Regions from separate parts of the Mus musculus genome. Here region 1 is linked to region 2. Evidence: chromatin contacts called from public Micro-C data. All regions are on one chromosome and are shown on one strand. Each heading gives the region's core, a stretch centred on a gene start, on an enhancer-like site or on the middle of the called end of the contact. The rest is flanking DNA. Distances are from core to core; before and after follow the strand shown.

The links. A called contact is a pair of places that touch in the nucleus more often than the background predicts.
Region 1: a contact with region 2 is called in a Micro-C map of embryonic stem cells, with 12 times the contacts expected there. The contact joins the promoter of Nkx3-2 here to the promoter of 9530036O11Rik in region 2. A contact is called at or near these places in 1 of 39 promoter capture datasets (cranial neural crest) and 1 of 484 Hi-C or Micro-C datasets (embryonic stem cells).

The regions. Positions count from the first base shown.
Region 1 is chr5:41,761,224-41,766,292 of GRCm38.p6, reverse strand. Nkx3-2 (NK3 homeobox 2) reads left to right here and starts at 2,073. Exons shown (of 2, transcript NM_007524.3): 1 at 2,073-2,814; 2 at 4,116-4,810. The coding sequence starts at 2,349. The coding sequence ends at 4,651. It overlaps Gm46910 (a long non-coding RNA gene), which reads right to left and starts at 3,658. Exons shown (of 2, transcript XR_001784850.2): 1 at 3,290-3,658; 2 at 1,208-1,469.
Region 2 is chr5:28,463,937-28,468,673 of GRCm38.p6, reverse strand. It overlaps 9530036O11Rik (RIKEN cDNA 9530036O11Rik), which reads right to left and starts at 1,690. Exons shown (of 7, transcript NR_015562.2): 1 at 1,326-1,690. Shh (sonic hedgehog) reads left to right here and starts at 1,573. Exons shown (of 3, transcript NM_009170.3): 1 at 1,573-2,213. The coding sequence starts at 1,911.

The DNA of each region.
Region 1 (5,069 bases), core at 824-3,323, about 13 Mb before region 2:
GCTCAGGTATTACACTCTTGGATATTCTTGTCCATCAGCATGTCCAGAGCTCACTGGTTCTTGTCCCCACCGAGAGAGCCCCATGTCCACAGGCCATCACACACATGCTCTGCACCTGAGTAACCTCATTTTTCTATCAAGCTTTGTCCCTCGTCCTCCACTAGCCCCTAAGTCAAGATAGCTATACACATTCTCAACACCCAGCATGGGATGCAGAGAAGAGAAAATCGATTTTAATAAAAGCATGAAAATGTTGAAGGGGGAGTGGAGAGCCTCATTTTGAAACCTCTTAAGCATTTCATTGGATCCTTGTCCTAGCCAGAAGTTAGTCCCTTGGCTGTTATAGTTGCCAGCTACTAACAACGAATTTAAATCTTTCCCTCAAAACTTACACAATTGTGAAGAACTATGAAGAGTTGTAGCCCCTTCAAGAGAGGCCCATCCCTTACCCCAAGGGACCCTGCAGCATCTTCATAGGGCAGGAAAACAGGCAACTGCAAGCCACGAAGTCTACAAGTTTCTAACCTTCCTCCCGAGGCGAGGCGGACGACTTTGACTGGGTAACGATTTCTCCCCCGCAGTGCGGATCAGCTCTGGGAAGCAGCTGCAGGAGGCCTTCCCTATTTTAATGACACCAATGAAGTGGCCTCCTCAGCTTCTGAAATTAACATCACAACTATTTAAATGTGTTCAGAGGTTCAAGCTTGTGTATTGGACCAAGCCTCGGGTCACATTTGTGGAGCAGTCAGTAAGATTTGTCACTTGAACAAACTTGTCATTAAAAAGATGTTTAGTAAATAGGCAACATATGTTTTGACATAACCACAATGTTTATATTTTGTATTTACTTCCTTCTAGTGAGTAAAATAACTTGGTTCTTATTTTTAAGGGCATTAAATCTCAGTTCTGGATCTCACTATTGTGTAACTCCCAGCTAGTCTCTTTCAAACTTATCTACTCCTTCTCAACTCACAAGAAACAGAATATTTAAAGAACAAATTAAAAGCATTTTTATGTTTTCTTCTTGATGTAAAACAAATTGAACAAATCCAATTAAATTCAGAGTTGATTGCCCAAGGAGACGAATACCCAGCTCCAAAAATTCTCTACCCAAATGCTTTCCAATTCCTCGCCCCACTTGGTGCTTAACTAATATTTTTCAACCTAGCTTTTTAAGTCGTCTACAGAAATCCAATCCAATCAAACGTAAAATGATAGGAGTACTTAGTAGAGTGATTTTAATTATCAGATTACTTCAGTAAAGAGCATTAGCAGAGAAACAGCTGAGAAACTTTAAGAGTGGAAGGAAAAAAAAAGATGAATTTTGTTCTTCGACTCTGGGCTCCTTCCTAGAGAACAGAAACTATACGTCACATCTGGAGATGCTTTCTGTTGAGTTTTCGCCGAAATTTTGAGCTGGGGTTCATACTGGTGTTCCAGAAAAGCGCTAGAGTCGATGGTTATCGGAACTGAAATCAGAAACAAAGTTTCGGGATGATGGTTCTCCTCGATGCTGAAGGATGCTACTGAGAACCAGGTTTAGGAGGGAAGGGGTTAAATCAGACCCTGTCTTTTGCTACTCAACTGGTGGACTAGAGTCTCTTAAAGTCAACGGCCTCCAGTTGGAACCAGCCAATCCACTGCCGGGAGAGCCCAGGACAGCTAGTGAAGGGGCGTGGCCCGATGCTGTCACTCAGCGGTGAGGAATGACACTCTGATGGGAGGGGGGGGGGGGTACAGTGGAACGCAGAAGCAAAGAGAAGAAACAGATAAAACCCCGGCAGAGGGTAAAAGGTGTCCCCGCTCTTCTCCGATTTTAGGGGCCTCAGCTGTCACTGCGGGCGCCAGAGGAGTAGGCTCCGGAAAAGCCAGCCCAGAGGGGAAGAGGGAGGACCCGCCAGGAGCGAAGCCCTACAGGCCGGGAAGACAGAGGCGCACAGAAAAAGTGACTTTGGGCGGTGCGCCTCGGCGGCGCTCCGGAGGCGACTGCAGACGCGGAGAGGACCCTTGACAATTCTCGCCGGCCTCTCCCCAGAGGACAGACCCGGGCCGGTCCCCAGAGGGCCACGGGCGAAGAGATAATCGGCCGGGCTGTAGGAGAAGAGCATCTGGCGCTGGATTCCAGGGGAGGGGGTCCTGGCGAGGTGGGCCTGTGAGGTGGGGTGAGGGTCGGCGCGGATCCTGGAACTGAGGGGGGCGGGGGCTGCTGTGCTGCGCAGGAGTGGGTTGCGGGGGCCTGGCGCGCCCCTCTCACTCGCGCTGAGGTCGCCCAGAGCTCCGTGTCAGGCTCGAAGCTGTCCCCGCGCCCCAGTTGCCCTCCTGGCTGCCGGCTCCGATCTGCGGCGCAGATGGCTGTGCGCGGCAGCGGCACCTTGACGCCCTTCTCCATCCAGGCGATCCTCAACAAGAAAGAGGAGCGCGGCGGGTTGGCTACGCCGGAGGGGCGCCCGGCACCAGGGGGCACAGAGGTGGCGGTGACCGCGGCGCCCGCCGTCTGCTGCTGGCGGATCTTCGGGGAGACCGAGGCCGGTGCGCTGGGGGGCGCCGAGGACTCTCTTCTGGCATCTCCCGCCCGAACCAGAACAGCCGTGGGGCAGAGCGCAGAGAGTCCGGGAGGTTGGGACTCAGACTCAGCCCTGAGCGAAGAGAACGAGGGCAGGAGGCGCTGCGCCGATGTCCCGGGAGCCAGTGGAACCGGCCGCGCCAGGGTGACCCTGGGCCTGGACCAGCCAGGCTGCGAGCTGCACGCCGCCAAGGACCTGGAGGAGGAAGCCCCGGTCCGCAGCGACAGCGAGATGTCAGCCAGCGTTTCAGGTCTGCTGCTGCGGGGGGTTCTCCAGGAAGGGGGCTGGGCTGAAGGGGGTGGGTTAAGAGGTCAAGCACTCTGAGGCGGGGTGGGCCTACTGTGGGAACACGACGCCCTGCCGGGCTTAGTGCTAGCGAAGTCTCCAAGTTCTTCGCGTTGGCGCGCGCTGCCCCAAACCTGAAGCAAGTGAGCTTCTTAGAGCCGGGTGTCCTGGTACTATGTGGCCTGCGCTCTGCACCAAGAACTTTGAGTTCATCTGCAGTGCCTCAGCTGTGCCCATTTAAAATCTCTAGATTTAGGAAAGGGGGACCAAAAATCTATGAGGTAGATCCCTGACACAGCCATGCCAACGACTGCAGATCCTGTCACAGCGTAGGAGTGGGGAGCCTTGGGAAAGGGCGCGTTTAACTTCCCTTACCCCAGGACTGGCAAAACAGCCTTTGGCTGAGTACCTAGGGAGCTAGAAACAAAAGTAGCAGTTACCTGAAGGCGGGAGATGGTGGGGAAGTGTGGTTGAGGTGGTCTGGGAGGCGCTGGATCGTCAAGACTCTGTATCCACTCACGGGTATATTTCTTAGTCTGAAAGGCCGGCTGCTGGCTTCTATTGGGTACAGTCTGCTGTAGGCCTCGCATAGGCTTCGAGCCGGCCAGAGCGCTGACTTCTTTTGCAGGCGGTGCTGCAGGAAGCACAGAAAAGGCTGGGAAACGGGGTTCAGATCAGGGTCTTCACTGTCTGCACCCGGCTTCCCTTTATTTTCATGCAAAGAACAGGGAGGCAAGTGTACTGGGGCCTCGCGTTGTTCCCTGTTGCCGTATCCTGACAGTTCTGGGTTCTTAGGACGGAAGACTCTCTATACCTCTGACCTCAAGATCTGCACCCTTCCCCACCACCACCTTCCTCTTTCCTGTAGTCAACGGATGTGTGGGTGTGGGTGTGCAAAGGTGTGCTGTACAACTCGAAACAGAAATTCAGTGTAGAAAGCCACGATTCAGGGCTAAGTACAGAACAAAACTTGTGGATATGTTCAGGCCAAGTATCCTACATTCCTGCAGGAAATCTGGGGCCTGGAAAACTCGGGAAGAGCTGTTCCCCTACTGCTCTAGCAAGCAGCAGAAAAGATACATTATGTGAGAAGCGTGGAGGACAGAGTTCTGAAACAGAACCCTCTGGAACTTCTCCTCCCCTTTCAGTAGGCTCAAAGTGGGTTCCCTTGCCAATCTTCCGCAAGAAACCACAGCAACCGAGACCCATCTTCCCCTCTGCGAGTCTGACAGGTTCTTTGCTTTTTGTTCCTACCGGAATCCGCAGGCGACCACAGCCCGAGAGGCGAGGATGACAGCGTTAGCCCTGGAGGTGCACGCGTGCCTGGGTTGCGCGGCGCCGCGGGCAGCGGGGCTAGCGGCGGGCAGGCGGGCGGCGTGGAGGAGGAGGAAGAGCCCGCAGCCCCTAAACCGCGAAAGAAGCGCTCCCGGGCCGCCTTCTCGCACGCCCAGGTCTTCGAGCTGGAGCGCCGCTTTAACCATCAGCGCTACCTGTCCGGGCCGGAGCGCGCAGACCTGGCAGCTTCGCTGAAGCTCACAGAGACGCAAGTGAAGATCTGGTTTCAGAACCGTCGCTACAAGACCAAACGCCGGCAGATGGCCGCCGACCTGCTCGCCTCTGCACCCGCCGCCAAGAAAGTGGCCGTAAAGGTGCTGGTGCGTGACGACCAAAGACAGTATTTGCCCGGAGAGGTGCTGAGGCCACCTTCCCTTCTGCCACTGCAGCCCTCCTACTACTACCCTTACTACTGTCTCCCGGGCTGGGCGCTGTCCACGTGCGCGGCCGCTGCTGGTACCCAGTGAAGCCCTTGGGACGAGGCAAAGAAGGATTCCTGCGTCCCCCGTATGCACCGCCACGGACAGGTGTACTCTGTGCAGGCGAGTTCTGCTCAACTGGGGATGAGGCAGGTGGGGAATGAAATCCTGCTGGGACTTGACACACCTATCCAGGGTGACAGGGCCCTGGAACTGAGTCTGCCCTCAGAGGGCGCCTTATTGTCATTTGAACAGCTGCGCCCTATGACCCCAGGAGCTCTGCACACCGGGCCACCGATCCTCAAGCCTCGGGACGCTATTTATTATTCACAACAACGTTGGATTTGGATTCTGTCTGCCAGGGGTTGGTGTTTGCCCAGAGTAGAGAGGACTCCTGGAGACCCCCGGTAGCCTGAATCCTCGGAATCTCGGGTCGGCCAGGCGCTTCTGGCGCTAGGCCACACTA
Region 2 (4,737 bases), core at 441-2,940:
CATAAATCAAAGGATAGAAAACTCCAGAGAGGGCAGGTGTGCGGGCTTTAGTCAACCCTTCCAAGCCTGGGATGGTGAGGCTCTGCCATACTGCCATTGAGACTCACAGTAGACAGTAGCAAGCACTTTCCTCGCCTCACACTAACTCAAAAGCAACCAAGTTTCTAAGTCCTCTGAAAACCCCACTGCCAGCTGAGCTTCAGGTTTGCTGGGCTCTCCCTGCACTGGGACAGGATCAAGAGCCAGAGGCTGGTCTCATGGGATAACACTGGAGGACTCGGTCCCTAAGCAGGTATTCCATTCCACATAAATAGTTCGCCCATCCTAGAGGAATCTTGCCTGTGAGTAGGATGGGAGAAAAGCCAGAGCAGATTTCTATGATCTATAAAAACAAAGCGTTTCACATTCTATTTTTCTGGTTCAACTAAGACTTTTCTGGAAATTTTTCTTTTTCCTGAAAGAGTGTTGGACACCCCAAGAGTAGTGACCTCTAGACAGCATATCCTCTTCTAAGATGCCCCTTATGGCCAGAACACTGTCCTCTAGATCCCTAACACCTTCAGTCTGCAGGCCCTACACCTAGCCAGCTTCTTTCCTTGAAAATTAGCTTGCAAAGCTCCTGTGAAATACAACTGTGTTAAGGAGCCTGAATTCCACATCAACTTACCCCAGCCCTGCACTTTGCTAGGATAGATTGGAAGGGGTTCTTCACGCATGCAGCCTTGCCCACTTTCAGTTGCCCCAGGCAGATCACCTCTACCCACCAAGCACACACCAGCTGCCCTCCATGCTGGGGTGCAGCACATAGACCCACTGAACCTATGTACCCCACCACATTCTGCAGACACTCTTTACCTGCCCCTCAGCTGGGATGCATCCATCCACCTGCAGAGGCTTGAATGTGGTGCAGTCAGTGAGATACAATAAAGGACAGTATTTTAGGGCACTTAAAACAGCAACTCTTTAGGTTGTGGCCACCTGTGATTATCCTCTATCTAAAGATGCTAAATATTCAGGAGATGCTCAGGTGAGCTGTTTTCACAACCCCGTGACGTCTGTCCTGTACACTCACATCTGGGGATGGGGTGTAAATAAGGCAAACAGGAGGGAGGCAGCGTTGCCCTCAAACAATTGAGAGGCTGTTTTATGGTCAAAGCTTGTGGGGGGGGGGGGAGCATCTGGACTGTCCTTTAAAAACTTATGCTGGCTTTAACCAAAGCATCTTCCATTTAGAGAAAGTAAGGGGGAAGCAGCCCTGAGCACAAAGCAGGCAGTGCGGGGTATTTTTCCAATAAACAGGCCTCCTCCCTCCCACCCACCTTTACCTTAGTAAAGACTTTCTTTCTTTCTTTCTTTCTTTCTTTCTTTCTTTCTTTCTTTCTTTCTTTCTTTCTTTCTCTCTTTCTTTCTTTTTTAAACTGGAAGCCTTCAGGTGAAAATAAAGCCACAGCAGCCAGAGGGGGGAGAAATGTAGTCTTTCTCAGGGTTAACATCAGAAGACAAGCTTGTGCGGCTTGGCCAATCAGATGCGCCCCTGCCAGCTATAATATAGTGCGAAAGGCAGCCTGTCTCACAAGCTCTCCAGCCTTGCTACCATTTAAAATCAGGCTCTTTTTGTCTTTTAATTGCTGTCTCGAGACCCAACTCCGATGTGTTCCGTTACCAGCGACCGGCAGCCTGCCATCGCAGCCCCAGTCTGGGTGGGGATCGGAGACAAGTCCCCTGCAGCAGCGGCAGGCAAGGTTATATAGGAAGAGAAAGAGCCAGGCAGCGCCAGAGGGAACGAACGAGCCGAGCGAGGAAGGGAGAGCCGAGCGCAAGGAGGAGCGCACACGCACACACCCGCGCGTACCCGCTCGCGCACAGACAGCGCGGGGACAGCTCACAAGTCCTCAGGTTCCGCGGACGAGATGCTGCTGCTGCTGGCCAGATGTTTTCTGGTGATCCTTGCTTCCTCGCTGCTGGTGTGCCCCGGGCTGGCCTGTGGGCCCGGCAGGGGGTTTGGAAAGAGGCGGCACCCCAAAAAGCTGACCCCTTTAGCCTACAAGCAGTTTATTCCCAACGTAGCCGAGAAGACCCTAGGGGCCAGCGGCAGATATGAAGGGAAGATCACAAGAAACTCCGAACGATTTAAGGAACTCACCCCCAATTACAACCCCGACATCATATTTAAGGATGAGGAAAACACGGGAGCAGACCGGCTGATGACTCAGGTAGAGACCCATTGCGGGTGGGAAACAGACTCCTTCCCGGGAGGGGGGGGGGGTGCGTGTGACCAAGCAGTCAGCCCTGCTCTGTTTGCTCTTTGGGCAGGTAGGAAGGCGGCTTGCTCTCTCCTTCCCCACCCACCTGCCCACCTAGCACTCCTCTTCCGGGAGGAAAAAGGAGGTGAAGGGTCCAGCAGGAAGTTTAGGGTTTGCTGGAATGGGGCACCAGAAGATGGGGTTCTCTATCTTATTAGTCTCATTTTATTAGTCTCATTTAATTAGTCTCCCGGGACGACCTCCTCTAACTACCTGTATTCTAGCTTGAAACTTAGAAAGACCTTTACTCTGAGGGAGTCTGCCCTTTCCAAGTGGAGGCAGAAAATGGAGGGAGAGGGGATGCCCCTATACACTTCAAAGGGCCTCCAGGTCACTGCAAACATAGCCTGGAGCATTTCGTCCCCTAGCTCCTACCTTTTCCTTTTCTGTGTTTTTCTCCCAAGACCACCCCACCCTTTACCCCACCACCACCAAAGAACTGTAACTGAGAAAGCCTGGGGGCAGTTCTGACAAAAGGCAGGAGCTCCAGAGGCGCCCGTCTTGTCCCCACTGTATCGCGTAGCCTGACTGCGATCCCATCGTCCTCAATTGTGCCGGTCAGAGAATGTATTGATATTTCTTTAAGGATGCTCCTCATTTCTCCAGAGCCCGCGGTACCTTAGGGGAGGGACTTGGAACTTGCTGGCTTTGCAATCGCTTTAATTTTTAACCTGCTTGCATAAGAATTAAAAGCGAATAAATATTCGGCGACGAGGGTGGATGGACAGACGGCAAAGCAAAGCACGAGCCTCTCTTCCCATCCCACCTCCTTTGAGATTTCCAGGCTGCCAATCTCCCAGCCAAATCGAGACTTTCTGAAACTCCATGCACGTATGACTGGAGCTGGAAATGGGTTTCCTTGCAAATATAGGTCAGCATCCTTTTTACTGCCCTATTAAAATATTCAAGTCCTACCTTTAGGGCTAGGTGCGCCGAGCGGCTGGCGGAGCGGCGCTGGCGGGGCGCAAGTGCAGGGGGCGGGGGCTGGAGAAAACAAGAGTGGAACAGCCCGCGCGACGCGACGCGCATCTCGCCACCGGGTACCTGCTGTATGGGAAGCCTAGGAGACTAGCCTTAGGGTGGCGGGCCAGAACTGGAGCAAAGAGGAATCGTGGAGACTGAATACAGGGCTGTTCTCCCTCCATCTTCTCCCTCCATCTCCCTCATCTGCTCCCGACCACCTTAAATCTGGACCGCGAGTGTGGGCGCGCGCGCGCGGGGGAGCCGGAGAGCTGCGCGAGCTACAGTTAACTCTGCGCGGACCGCGGGGCGCCCGACTGGTGTGGCTTGAAGGAGCGAGTTCTCTCTCTGGCTCCGGGCACCCATCCCCTGGTTGGGTGCCCCGGGGGGGGGGGGGCGTCTCAGGATGAGGAGGTCCTTGGAAAGGTGTGAGGAGGTAAAAGATTACTGATGCAAAGAGGCCAGGCGTGGACACGTAGGGTACCTCAGCCCGGATGGGTCTGCAGGGGGGTCTTCGGCGGTCTGGCTCCGGTGCCCAGAGCGCCGGGCCTCTGCGTGTCGCAGAGCTGCAAGAGCGCTGAGCCACGGTAGACGCCTTTCAGCTCCACTTACTCCTGCGTTATCGATCCCGGGACTAGGGTTGCAGCGCGCTCGGGGGTTGGGGGTGGGGGCGAGCTCCGGCGGCTTGTCCCTGGCTCTGCACGCGCGGAGCGCGCCCCGCCAGAGCGCAGGGCTCCGAGCGCGCTCTCTCCCTAGGGCGCGCAGGCAGGGGTTGAGCCGCGAGGAGTCGCAAGGCAGGGAGCCCCGCGGGCCTGACCTGGACTGCAACCCCGCCGCCTTCGCGGCCCTTCGGCCTCAGCGCCCTAAACGGAGACCACCAGTTACGTCCTTTCCCTCACGCTGATCCTTCCAGCCCGGTACCCGGGGCTCAGCGGCCCTACACCGGATCACTCTCGCCTCCACCGCCGCCGCGTGCGCGCGCGCGCGCGCGCGCGCGAGCAGCATTTGAACTTCTGACCTTCTGTCAAGTTCCTTCAGACGAACGAAACGAAAACACATACTTTTTTCCCCTGGGCAGTAGCCTTTCTGATTCCCAACCCAAAAAGAGGGGGTAGAGACAGCAAAAGTGGGGGTGGGGAAGGCCAAGCCAAGGATCTTCTCACCCACCCTGCAAAAATCCACCAAAATAAGGGTGGCTGTAAAGGTGGCCGTCCAAAAATTTCCTCTTAGTACAACCCTCGGCGGCTTCTTATTCCGGCTTGGCAGAGTTAAGAGGGGATGGGAAGGAAGAAGGTGGCCAGACGACAAGACTAGAGGTAAAGGGTGAAGCGGGGTGGGGGAGGGGATAGGGGGGAGAACCTTGGGTCTCAGGAACCTGCCATTGGTCGTCCCCACCCTCCTTTAACAACCACCTGGTTCGGCCCAAGGTGCCACTCTCTTCAGTCTCTCCTGCCTCCCAGTCTGTTTCTCTAAG